Linked DNA regions of Ovis aries: region 2 is linked to region 1. A link is a contact called in public Hi-C data. All regions are on one chromosome and are shown on one strand. Each heading gives the region's core, a stretch centred on a gene start, on an enhancer-like site or on the middle of the called end of the contact. The rest is flanking DNA. Distances are from core to core; before and after follow the strand shown.

Region 1 (6,863 bases), core at 1,455-3,954:
CAGGCCTGGGGTCACACAGCTAATCAGCAGCAGAGCCAGGACTGAAAACCAGATATGTCTATTCCCTTGTGCTAAACAGCTCTGTGATCTCTAGCTCTTCACCTTCCCTAATATAAAAATACTGATTTAAAAAATAAAAAAGTTTTTTATTTTTTATGCATAGAGAAGATTTGTTTTTTCCTCATAATTTCTTCAAGGGAAAAAGATATAATGTTTCAATGAAACTACGTAGGGAAAGTATTTGAAATGAATCGCACAATAGGAATCAAAATCAAAAACTGAATTAAAAAGTTCTCTAACATTTCATGCAAAGATGGGCTCAATAAAGGACAGAAATGGTATGGACCTAACAGAAGCAGAAGATGTTAAGAAGAGGTGGCAAGAATACACAGAAGAACTGTACAAAAAAGATCTTTATGACCCAGATAATCACAATGGTGTGATCATTCACCTAGAGCCAGACATCCTGGAACTCGAAGTCAAGTGGGCCTTAGAAAGCATCACTACGAACAAAGCTAGTGGAGGTGATGGAATTCCAGTTGAGCTATTTCAAATCCTGAAAGATGATGCTGTGAGTGTTGCACTCAATATGCCAGCAAATTTGGAAAACTCAGCAGTGGCCACAGGACTGGAAAAGGTCAGTTTTCATTCCAATTCCAGAGAAAGGCAATGCCAAAGAAGGTTCAAACTACCGCACAATTGCACTCATCTCACATGCTACTAAAGTAATGCTCAAGATTCCCCAAGCCAGGCTTCAGCAATATGTGAACTGTGAACTTCCAGATGTTCAAGCTGGTTTTAGAAAAGGCAGAGGAACCAGAGATAAAACTGCCAACATCCGCTGGATCATGGAAAAGGAAGAGAGTTCCAGAAAAACATCTATTTCTGCTTTATCGACTATGCCAAAGCCTTTGACTGTGTGGATCACAATAAACTGTGGAAAATTCTGAAGGAGATGGGGATACCAGACCACCTGGCCTGCCTCTTAAGAAACCTATATGCAGGTCAGGAAGCAACAGTTAGAACTGGACATGGAACAACAGACTGGTTCCAAATAGGAAAAGGAGTACGTCAAGGCTGTATATTGTCACCCTGCTTATTTAACTTCTATGCAGAGTACATCATGAGAAACACTGGGCTGGAAGAAGCACAAGCTGGAATCAAGATTTCCGGGAGAAATATCAATAACCTCAGATATGCAGATGACACCACCCTTATGGCAAGAAGTGAAGAGAAACTAAAAAGCCTCTTGATGAAAGTGAAAGAGGAGAGTGAAACAGTTGGCTTAAAGCTCAACATTCAGAAAACTTAAGATCATGGCATCTGGTCCCATCACTTCATGGCAAATAGATGGGGAAACAGTGGAAACAGCAGCTGACTTTATTTTAGGGGGCTCCAAAATCACTGCAGATGGTGATTGCAGCCATGAAATTAAAACAGGCTTGCTCCCTGGAAGGAAAGTTATGATCAACCTAGATAGCCTATTGAAAAGCAGAGACATTACTTTGCCGACTGAGGTCCGTCTAGTCAAGGCTATGGTTTTGCCAGTGGTCATGTATGGATGTGAGAGTTGGACTGTAAAGAAAGCTGAGCGCCAAAGAATTGATGCTTTTGAACTATGGTGTTGGAGACGACTCTTGAGAGTCCCGTGGACTACAAGGAGACCCAACTAGTCCATTCTAAAGGATCAGTCCTGGGTGTTCTTTGGAAGGAATGACGCTAACCCTGAAACTCCAGTACTTTGGCCATCTCATGCAAGAGCCGACTCATTGGAAAAGACTCTAATGCTGGGAGGGATTGGGGGCAGGAAGAGAAGGGGACCACAGAGGATGAGATGGCTGGATAGCATCACCGACTCGATGGACATGAGTTTGGGTGAACTCCGGGAGTTGGTGATGGACAGGGAGGCCTGGCGTGCTGCAATTTATGGGGTAGCAAAGATTCGGACACGACTGAGCGACTGAACTGAACTGAACGTTTCTAAATTATGTTCTGAACCAGAATAATACCACCTACCTTCCTAAGCTAATGAAATATGCACGGCTCAGAAGAGCGGCTTGCTATCTTTTTCTTCCAAAGGATATGATTTCTCCTGTCCGTGCCTCTGCCCTGTAATCTTGTTTGGTTTTCATTTTTATCTACTGTGGTTCCAACCATCCGATGTTTATCACATGCCCCACAACAGACGCCCGAACTAGATTACAAGCTCTCTTCTGCAAGGAGTGATTCACGCCGGTAGACAATCCTAAGAAAATGAGCACAATGACGAGCGCATAGTAAATGCTCCAAGGACACGTATGGGATTAACTCGAAGTGGACTGTAAAGAAAAGGTGCATCAGAGGCTGAAGGGAACTCTTAAGGGTATTACTCAGAAAACCGGGCTGTCCGAACAAAATCCTGAGTGGAGAAGTCTGGAGGCAAATTCCAAGCCGCAGAAACGTGAAAAGAAGTGGGGTAACCCTAAGGATGGCAGCGATGAAATTCACAGGTTGCGGACGGGACTCGGGCGGACCTCCAGAAGCAGAAACCCCACCCACCCCGGAAGAGCTCCCCCTGCTCAGACTCTCGGGGAGCCTCCCAGCCCCGCCCCTCTTCCGTGGGCTCGGCCGGGGCGGCTGCGCAGTGGCGCGCGCATAGGCGGAGCGGCGCACGTAGGCGGGGCGGCGCGCGCCGCGGTCAGCTGACCGTCCCGGCTGGCACGTGACTTGCTCCGTAGGCGCCGGGGTCGAGGAAGCCGTGAGGCCGGAGCTTAGGTCGGGGAGGGATGGAGCGCTGAGCCGTTAACGCCTGCCAGGCTGTCCGCCTCTCTGCCTGTTACTGCAGCCACGTCCTCGTTTGACACTTCCGTGGGTCAGTGAGCGATGGCTACCCCGCCTCGGAAACGCCGGCCGGGCCGAAGCTCGCGCTGCGGTCGCCTCTTGGGAGGGATGGGGGCGGGCGCGGGGGCCGAGACTGTGGCGTTGGAGCCGCCGGCTGTGCGGCCGTGTCTGGTTTCTTAGCGCGAGTTTGTCGCCGCCGTGGGCCTGGGTTCTGTCTCTTAAGGGGAAGGGAAGGAGGGGAAAAGAGAAAGGGCCCTAGGGACTGTTCTGTGGCAGAGGCAGGCATAAACACTGCGGGTCTGAGGCGTTTCTCCTTGGGTTGGGGTAAGGGTCACAGCGAATCCTCGCTCAGGGAGACGAAAGGTAACAGTGGCCCAGATAAGGATCCGGGGTGGTGTGTGTGAGGTCACAGCGAGCGGGACAGTCTCCCCTGGGCGTACGTGCTTGCGAATAAGGTGATGGCAGTTTAGAGGGTCTAGGAGACCCTCACCGAGGACGCAGGGTCCCTGTGACGGGGAAAAAAAGGGATTCCAGAGAACTCAGACCGTGGTTGTTTGTTTGTTTGTTTGTTTGTTTTAGAATGGGGGAAGAGTAGGCAAGAAACCGTGAAAAGGAACTGGAGGAGAGAGTCACACAGGCGAATTGAATCCCCTAGAAACAGAAGAGCAAAGGGAGAAAAGATTAGATTGTTTGCACCCCTCACTGAGGGTCATTGTAACTAACCCCCCCCCCCCCCCCCGCCCACCGCAAACAGCCCTGAAGTACACAGGAGATGTTGGATCATTTGGGGGTTGGGGAGACTCTTTTGTGAAGATCTGTTTCTGCCTTCCGAACTTATCCTTTGGTACTCTACTCCCGAATACCTTTTATTGAACAACAGTCACAGGAATTACGTTTTTGTTTTTTAAATTATTGTGTGTTTTACTGCGCTGGGTCTTCCTTGTGAGCCGGCTTTCTCCAGTTGCCGCGGGGGTGATACTCCCTAGCTGTGGTGTGCAGGTTTCTCAAGCTGTGTGCTTTCTTGTGAAGCACAAACTCTAGCGCGCTGGCTCAGTAGTCGTGGTTCAGTTGTCCTGAGGCATGTGGGAGCTTCCTGGCCGGGGATCGAACCCATGTCACCTGCATTGCGAGTCAGATCCTTCACCGCCGGGGCCGTCCAGGAAGTCCCTTTCTTGTTTGTTTTGTTCTCACAGGTCTTTGAGAGGAAGTAGATGAAAGTGCCATTCATCGTGTAGACTGGGACCTATCTAGATAGACTCTTGGATCTAGAAACAGATCAGATGATGTGTTTTAAGTCTAGCGTAACTTTTACTGTCTTCTGACTGCCAATTACCTGCCCAGTACTTAACCACAGTCTCTCTAGAGAGAAGGGTGAGTTTCTCCTAGTGCATTCTTACCTTTGATTCAGCACTTTCGGTGAAACTTGAGTAGGACAGCTTCAAAGGGATTCTGCAGCGGTGGTCAGTGCTTTAAAAACCGCTTTTTAGTTAGTTTGGGTGAAGCTGTTCAGTGTACAGTTCAGCTGGAGGAGATAATAAGCAGCAGGGTGGGCAGAAGGTGCTCAACTTGTCAATCACGGTTCTCTGGCAACCAGCACGTCTCAAATTGTGCTCAAGAGGGAACCTCGGGTTTATGTCTCAGAACCCCGGGATCTTTTTCTCTCCCCGGTGTATCTTGCAGGGACTAGATAAAATCTAAAGAAACAGTACTCGGGATCTGACTAAAGTGAATGCTGTGAGCTAGATGGTTCGTGTATAGAACTGGGCAGTAAATGATCGCTTTTATTATTTGTTGTCAGTCTTCGGAGCCTTATTTACATTAGTTCTCTCTACCTGAAAAGAAACATTTGGGCTTCAAAAGTCTGATTCTCTGATTATTTCCACAACTTTGTAAATAATTGCATTGGCCAAAGAGCAAAGCTGGAATGCCAAAATAAACCTTTGCCAAAGGGTCTCCTTGTGGTCCACCAGTCCCTAAGTGATCAGTCTTCCTTTTGAGCTTGAGTCTGCTTGGTCATGTATGGATGTGAGAGTTGGATTGTGAAGAAAGCTGAGTGCTGAAGAATTGATGCTTTTGAACTGTGGTGTTGGAGAAGACTCTTGAGAGTCCCTTGGACTGCAAGAAGATCCAACCAGTCCATTCTGAAGGAGATCAGCCCTGGGGTTTCTTTGGAAGGAATGATGCTAAAGCTGAAACTCCAGTACTTTGGCCACCTGATGCAAAGAGTTGCCTCATTGGAAAAGACTGATGCTGGGAGGGATTGGGGCCAGGAGGAGAAGGGGACGACAGAGGATGAGATGGCTGGATGGCATCACTGACTCGATGAACTTGAATCTGAGTGAACTCCAGGATGGAGTGATGGACAGGGAGGCCTGGCGTGCTGTGATTCATGGGGTTGCAGAGAGTCAGACACGACTGGAGTGACTGAACTGAACTGTACTGCTTAGGGGTAACTACAGTTTGCACCAAATGTGTGTGTGTGTGTGTGTGTGTGTGTGTTCAGTCCCTCAGTCATGTCTGACTCTTTGTGACCCAATGGAAATACATACCTCTTAGTTGAATTTTGTTTTTGTACGTGTTCTAATCTGTCTGCCAGAGTATACCTTTTCACTCTTTGGCTGTGCAACTTTATACCTTTTTATTTACAATCTAATTCATGTTCAGGTCACATTTCACTGATATTTTAAAGACATAGTAGAAACCATTAGCATGGTGCTCTTGGAAAGACAGCTCAAGCAGTGAAACCAGGCAATCTAAATTTTCTTTTCGACATGAGTGATCCTTGGAACTAGAAAATTCAAACTCTATTCTTGATAATGAAGCAAAATTCTGTTCCACAGGTGTAGCAAATCTGCTGTATATTTATTGAGTTCCAAGAGGAGTCCTTAGGGCAGTGGAGGAGAGGTGCCTTGGTTCCATTATAGACCAGAAGATGCGACCTTAGCTCTGTATTTGAAAATAAAATGCTAGACAAATGTAAAAATGGTATTTTATAGAAAGAGGTTGATGTATCTTTTAAGATACTTTATGCAAACTATCCATGAATAGGAAATTATTTGTAAATAAAGGTGGTTAACAGGTAGATTGACTTAACCATGACAGTGTTTTGTTGTTGTTAACGAGCTAGCCTATAGTTTAGTGTTTCTCCATGGGTGTTGTTGGCATTTTGGACAGAACTGCCTCTTGTTTGGCCACCAGCTGCTAAATGGTGGTAGTGACCCCCCATGTTGGGACAACCTAAAATGATCTCAGACATTTCCATACTTCTCCTTGAGGAGAGAGGTACAATTTGGTTGTAAAACACCCTTTGTGATGGCATCCTTTATCTGTTGAACATATACCTGAGTGCTTCTTAGTGACAGGCCCTCTACTATATGTTGGGGGCATAGAGGTTAAGAGTGGTGTTTTAGTAAACTTGCATGTAAAATGTATGTAGTCACTAGCTCTGCAACCTTGGGCAAGACTTCATTAACTGCCCTCTCATCTGCAAATAAGGGTGGTGATACCATCTTCCTCGAAGGAATCAAGTACAGAATTGCTTAGCATGTTGAGTGCTGATCACATAGTACATATTCAATAAGTGGTTGTCATTACCAGGAAACAGGATCTCAAGCTTACTTGAGTGATGAATTGGGGAGAGCAAACATGAAATTAAAAGACGCTTACTCCTTGGAAGAAAAGTTATGACCAAGCTAGATAGTATATTCAAAAGCAGAGACATTACTTTGCCGACTAAGGTCCATCTAGTCAAGGCTATGGTTTTTCCTGTGGTCATGTATGGATGTGAGAGTTGGACTGTGAAGAAGGCTGAGCGCCGAAGAATTGATGCTTTTGAACTGTGGTGTTGGAGACGACTCTTGAGAGTCCCTTGGACTGCAAGGAGATCCAACCATTCCATTCTGAAGGAGATCAACCCTGGGGTTTCTTTGGAAGGAATGATGCTAAAGCTGAAACTCCAGTACTTTGGCCACCTCATGAGAAGAGTTGACTCATTGGAAAAGACTCTGATGCTGGGAGGGATTGGGGGCAGGAGGAGAAGGGGA
Region 2 (6,863 bases), core at 3,132-5,631, 130 kb before region 1:
TGCGACAGTGACTATTAACATCACATTAGATTCCAACTAAATACTCCAAAACAAAGGTTCCAATTCTCCCCAAACCAACGTAATTTCAGTAAACTAAAAGCCATCGCCACTGGAGACAGACAGTGAGTTTATTCTCAACTATTCTTTGGAACAGGATAATTATTCTAGCTGAGCTATCCCCTTCCCCCCACATATCAGTAGCTATTTTGTTGCTCAGGGCAACTTAAGAGCAGTGGCGTGAAATGCTAATGACATTAAACTTTAGAAATTCATGAATGTTCTTCAGTAGTATCTCTAAAACATTTCCACCTAACAGAAAAGATACTAGTAGGAAATGAAGGCTCTGAATTTCGAAAGGCACGTTTTAATACAAATAAAGGGGGCACAGGGTCATTTACTTACAGGATAAACAGAATGCTCATTTGTACAGTTAAGATTAACCAACCATAAGAGGAGGTTAAATAAAAATATGAGCGGGGGTGTGGAGAAGACACAGGGAATGCTTTATTTTTCTCATTTAGAGTGGTGTTTATATCAGTTGGATCATGTACAACACTGCAATCAAATCTCTTAGTTGATTGAAGAGGATGTCCCTTGCTATACTATCTTGGCAAATAGCACAGAGAGAACTAGAGTTAACTGAGTCAGCAGCTGACCAATAAAAAGCACTAAAAACCTCCCATCACTTTGACAGTAACTACCCAGAAACTTAGTAAACCCAAAGTTATCAGTATGTCTCACCTTACACTGCCTTTATCAATGACTTTGGTATTCTTTCCAAAACTCCAAAACCCCAGCCTAATCATGAGAAAAATTATCAAACAAATTCAAATGGGGGACATTTTATTGGATATTTGGCTGGTACTTCTCTAGACTGTCAAAGACATGGCAACTAAAAGGAAATGTGGCACCTTAGATTGGCCTCTAGACAGAAAGGAAATTAAAAACTGGTGAAATCCAAAGAAAATCTGGAGTTTAGGTGGTAGGCATCTGGTCCCATCACTTCATGGCAAATAGATGGGGAAAGAGTGGAAACAGCAGCTGACTTTATTTTGGGGGGCTCCAAAATCACTGCAGATGGTGACTGCAGCCATGAAATCAAAAGACGCTTACTCCTTGGAAGGAAAGTTATGATCAACCTAGACTGTATATTAAAAAGCAGAGGCATTACTTTGCCAACAAAGGTCCGTCTAGTCAAGGCTATGGTTTTTCCAGTGGTCATGTATGGATGTGAGAGTTAGACTGTAAAGAAAGCTGAGCACAGAAGAATTGATGCTTTTGAACTGTGGTGTTGGAGAAGACTCTTGAGAGTCACTTGCACTGCAGGAGATCCAACCATTCCATCCTAAAGGAAATCAGTCCTGAGTGTTCACTGGAAGGACTGATGCTGAAGCTGAAACTCCAATACTTTGGCCACATGATGTGAAGAGCTGACTCATTTGAAAAGACCCTGATGCTGGGAAAGATTGATAGTGGGAGAAGGGGACGACAGAGGATGAGATGGTTGGATGGCATCACCGACTCAACGGACATGAGTTGGGTAAACTCCGGGAGTTGGTGATGGACAGAGAGGCCTGGCATGCTACAGTCCATGGGGTCACAAAGCGTCGGACAGGACTGGCCTACTGAACTGAACTGAATGTATCAAAGTCAGTTTCTTAATTTTGACAAATGTACCACCTCTTATAAGGTAAACTAGGTGAAAAGTATGAATAGCTCTGTATTATCTTTGTAACTTTTCTGCAAATCTGCAATTATTCCAAAATAAAGTTGTTTAAAGAAAAAAAGAAATCAAGCAAGGTATTCTTATAATGGACCACTATTCGGCAGTTAAAAGGAACAATTTACTGGTGAGCGCACTGTGGATGAATATCAAAAACATTCTGAGTTAAAGAAACCTTTCACACAATATATAGTTTCATTTATATGGAAGTTCTAGAATAGACTTCCATAATAACTAATCTATGGTTAATAAAAAGAACAGTGAATGCCTTTGTGGGTAGTGAGGGATGGAGCTTGAAGGGGCAAAAGAGAAGTTTCTGGGTTTGATGGCACTTTTCTCATCTTTGATAAAGGTTTGTATTACACAGCTGTATTTTTGTCAAAACTCGTCAAATGGTGTATTCAAGACGTGTGGTTTTTGCTGTTACGTAAAATTTACCCGATTTTAAAGAAATACTTAAACAGTGTTAGATTAATGATATGTGCATACTGAAGTTGAAGGGGTAAAGTGTTCTCATTTCTTCAACTTACTTTGAAATACACAGAATAAAGATTGATGAATGAATAAAGCAATTACAAGTAAAGCAAAATGTTAATCGTTTACTGAATCCACGTGAGGGTACAATTCTTTCACTCCCTCTGTATGTTTGAAAATGTTTAAGTTAAACCTGAGTGGCAAGAGGGACGGCACTGATTACTTGATTACGGTACCTTCCATTATCACCTATGACCATCAGGAGCCTATATCTTTCCCACTAACTCTTCAGGGCTTATTTGCCTTCATAACCAGCATCTGCATCCTATATTTGTAAAAGAAATCAAAGGGTTGGCAGGGCTCTGCCCTATAGTCATTCGCCGTATTTCTGCCAGGCTCATCTATAACAACCTTTCCTCATCACCTATCGACTCTCTCCCTAGAGCCTTCAGGTTCCTATCCAAGCAGGAGGCTGAAAGGTAGAAACACGACAGGACACAAAATATCTTAATGTGTCCACGATGCAACCACAAAATCCCGTTAAAGCTGCTGAAATATCCTGGGGCCGTTAACAGTGCGCCCGAACCAGTAGCTTAGCCTAAGACACACACGTTTAGGATATACACTTGGTAAGGCTGTTAAAACACTACCGTTGGTGGAAATTGTTAGCCGCTCATCGTGGCCGACTCTTTGTGACCCCAAGGACTGTAGCCCGCCAGGCTCCTCTGTCCATTGGGATTCTCCAGGCAAGAATACTGGAGTAGTTGCCATTTCCTTCTCCAGGGGATCTTCCCGACCCAGGGATCGAACCTGGGTTCCCTGCATTGCAAGGCAGATTCTTTACCCGTCTGAGCAACCAGGGAAGTACTGAAACACCACCGTTAATTGCCAAAATAGTACTTGATAAGCCATCGAAGCCCACTGCTCTCTCTCTCTCGGCCCAGGAATCGTGGCGCGGACGGGAAAACGAAGCCATGGTGACTAATCCTTGGGCTCCAGGAGGCGGCCCGGGGTGAGTGAAGGCGACTCGGCCCAATCGCCAGCGCCGCAGGGGGCGGGGCGGCAGCCCCGAGGCTTCCAGAAGGGGCCAAAGGCCTCTTGCTAGCTACCTGACACCGGGGTTTCCCCGCCGCCGGGCCCCTTGGCGGCGTCAACTTTCCTCCGGCAGAGAGGGGAGGGCCGCGCTCTCCGCACCCTCAGGCACCCGTCCTCCCCCGGCAGCTGTCACAGGAGGCCGGCGCCGGGCCCGCCCCGCTCCATTCATAACCTAAGGCCGCGACGGTTGCAGCCGGCCGCGCCGCCAGCCCGGGATCCCGAGACGAAAGCGCGGTGCCGCGCCGCTCAGGGCCGGGCGGCTGCACCAGGGCCCCTCGGGGCTGCAGCCCGGCCCCCTCCCCGGAAACAGCAATGCACCACGGGAGCGGGGTGGGGGCCGCCTGCCGCCGGGAGGCGACGCCGAGCCCCGCGGCGGCGAGACCCCCGAGCGCGCCCCCCAGTCCACACACACGCACACGCCCCCTCGACCCAACCGCAGCCGCTCGGGGCTCGGCTCGGCGGCCACCCGAGGCGCGCCAGCCGCCCCAGCCCGCCGCGCCGCCGCTGAGCCACCGGCCGCCGCCGCCACACACGCCGCCAGCCGCCATGTTCGAGGTGGCCGGCCGCGGGGACGCTGCGGAGGAACGCCGGCCGGTCGGCGGGGCCCAGCCTGAGGCGGCCGACAGCTTCCCCAGGCCGACCCACCCCCCGGCGCCCCGCGCCCCGGCACCGGCCCAGCCCGCCCTCCTAGGGTCACTACTCACGTGAGATAACGGCCCAAAGAGTCGGGTAAAGCGTCTTCTCTTTTTCGGCGGAATTTTTAAAGAGGGATGTGGTTACCTTGAGCAGAAATACCCAAGGCGGCCTGGGCCATAGGCTGCGGGGACGACGTGGGGGGGAAAGCGCGGCACCGACACCAGCTGTGCAGCAGCGGCGGCGGCGGCCGAGGGAGAGAAATGGAACAACGGCGCGGGCAGAGGAAGAAGAAAGGCGAGAGGGCTGGGTGCGGAGAGGATTCGGCCTCGTCACACCGCAGAGCCGGAGAGCGAGAAAGGATGAGAAGAGGCAGAGAAGGCGGAGGGGGGGGAAAAAAAAAAAGGAAAAAAGGAAACACACAGCAACCTAACGAAGAGCCAGCGAGTGTGGGAAGGCGGCGCCGGCAACGCCAGGCTTTATACTGAGGGGCGGGGCTTGGTGACGTCACAGCCAGCCGCGCGAGCCGGACGGCGCGGGGCCGCGGCGCTGAGAGGAGGGAAGCGGGCGGAAGAGAGAGGGGGCCGGCGCGGGGCGAGCCGAAGCGGGTGGGGCGGGGCGACCCCGCGGTGCAGGTGCCTGTCTCCCCCGCCCCCCGCCCCTCGCCCCCGGCTACTTCCCGCCCTCCACCGGTTCCCCGGCCGGTGGAGGGCCCGCTGCGCGGACGTGGGCGGGCGGGGGAGAAGGGAGGTGACCTGGACAGAGCGCGTCGTCGCCCGCGCCCCCGCCGCCCGGGCGCCTGCGCTCACGCCCGAGGCGGGCCGGGGCGCTTTGGGAGCTGGGCCCGGCGGCCGCGGCGCCAAGCGCGGTCCGGGCCCGAAGCTGGCGCGACGCCTGCACTGCCTGGAACCTGCTCTGCCTGGAAGAGGGTGAAAGAGGGGGGCCACCCCTGGAGCTTCCCGCCCCGCTACCTCCTCGAGAGCTCTCCGCTTTTTGCGGCCTCTGTAGGCTACGCCTGGGGACTGCCCTCCCGGGGTGAAGCTCCAGCCCCCGCGGGATGCGGCGCTCCTCTTTTTGGGAAGCGAGTTCCTAAGGGCCAGAACGGCTCGGCCCAGTGTTCGGGTGGTTGCAGGGGCTCGTGACCGCGTGGGCATGTCCCCAGTGTTCGCACGTTGCAGTGTGGTGCAGTAGGGTTTTGTTTTTTTTTGTTTTAAGGAGTGTGGCTTTTATGGCTTTCTTTTTAGAATGGTTGAGGCCAGCCGACCCGGTCCTTATTCATGAAGGACCTGTATTGGAGAGGGCATTACCGACGTTACAAGGGCACAGTACTTCAATTCCCTACGTCTCATTGCGCGGTCATTTTAATTTTACTGCTGCTGCTAAATCAATTCAGTCGTGTCCGACTCTGTGACCCCATAGACGGCAGCCCACCAGGCTCCCCCTGTCCCTAGGATTCTCCAGGCAAGAACACTGGACTGGGTTGCCATACAGAGCAAACTTATTTTTACTGGGGAGCCTAGGGCTACCTACATGGCTTTTAGTTTATTCTCATGTTTTTAAAATGTCGTCGCGCTCCCCATCAGAAACCCTGAGTCCTCCCGTGCTAATGCCTTGCAACTCAGCTGCAACGGCACAAATGAAATATATATTGACACACACTCCAAAATCTTTGAGATAAAGACAGACTTTTTTCCCCTGGCATTTCCCGACCATCTGTTTACTTTTAGCACTGTGGTTGCTACAAATCAGATATGAAAGAGAGAGCTTTCCTGGGTAGGAAGGTAGCAATGCTGAACATAGGCTCTGAGGTGAAAGTACTAGGTAAAAACTAGGGGCTGTGGACTCTGTTCCCGATTTCATATTTACATATTTCACTGTGCTGTCTCTTGGTTTTCTCTTTCATTCCTTAAAAATTCTTTTCGTTTCAGAACATTTACAAGCACAGCACTTTACTAGACCCCCTGCTGGAGGGAGGAAGGCTAGAAATGAATACACTTGAAATCTTGATAACAGTCTAGCAGGGGGAAATAACACTACATCAAATAACTAAGTAATTGTTGTAAACAGATAAAATGCTGTGTGGAATCCAGTGAAAGGGGGAAGTAACCGCAACTCAGTGGGAGAAAAGCTACTGGGGAAAGGTGGAGAGAGATTTTGAGAGCAGACACTCCAGACATGGGAAATAAGTGACTTTTGAGAGCAGATATTCCAGGCAAGGGAACTACTTAAGAAAAGGCACAGAAATGGGCCAGTTCAAAGAACTGTGAACTAGCTTTCTGGCTCCAGCATAGGTACGGTTGCAAATGAGGTTGAAAAGGAGGGTGACGTGAAATGTAGGGATCAGAGCTTGGACCTCATTTCGGAACCATTTAATTGGGGACATGATATACTCAAAGTTTTGTTTGTTTGTTTGTTTTTAAGATTTCTCTAGCATCAATGGGATTGAAAATAGAAAGTTTAGAAGAGAGGAAACCATGAAGGCGGCTGTTACATAGTTAAGAGAAGCAGGAAATGTGGGATAGAGAGGAAGGCATGGATGAAGGCATAGAGAGTAGGGATAATTTTGAATGTTAAGGGAGAGGAAGTGAAGTGAAGTCACTCAGTCGTGTCTGACTCTTTGCAACCCCAGGGACTGTAGCCTGTCAGATTTCTCCATCCATGGGATTTCCCAGGCAAGAATACTGGAGTGGGTTGCCATTTCCTTCTCCAGGGGATTTTCAGTGGGTTGCCATTTTCTTCTCCGGGGGATCTTCCCGACCCAGGGATCGAACCTGTGTCTCCAGCACTGCAGGCAGACTCTTTACCATCTGAGCTATCAGGGAATGGAAGGGAGAGGAGAAGTTAGCAGATTATTTGGGGATATGAAACTAATCAACAGGGAGAATTCTGGAATCACAAACGGAGAAATAGAAAGTCCCAGTTTTGGGGGAAGACTATG

What was found. A called contact is a pair of places that touch in the nucleus more often than the background predicts.
Region 2: a contact with region 1 is called in a Hi-C map of tail adipose tissue, with 2.9 times the contacts expected there. The contact joins the promoter of AZIN1 here to the promoter of ATP6V1C1 in region 1. A contact is called at or near these places in 5 of 16 Hi-C or Micro-C datasets (blood, hypothalamus, liver and 1 more).

What each region holds. Positions count from the first base shown.
Region 1 is chr9:74,399,816-74,406,678 of ARS-UI_Ramb_v3.0, reverse strand. ATP6V1C1 (ATPase H+ transporting V1 subunit C1) reads left to right here and starts at 2,704. Exons shown (of 14, transcript XR_009594993.1): 1 at 2,704-2,851.
Region 2 is chr9:74,535,033-74,541,895 of ARS-UI_Ramb_v3.0, reverse strand. It overlaps AZIN1 (antizyme inhibitor 1), which reads right to left and starts at 4,381. Exons shown (of 12, transcript NM_001291507.2): 1 at 3,997-4,381.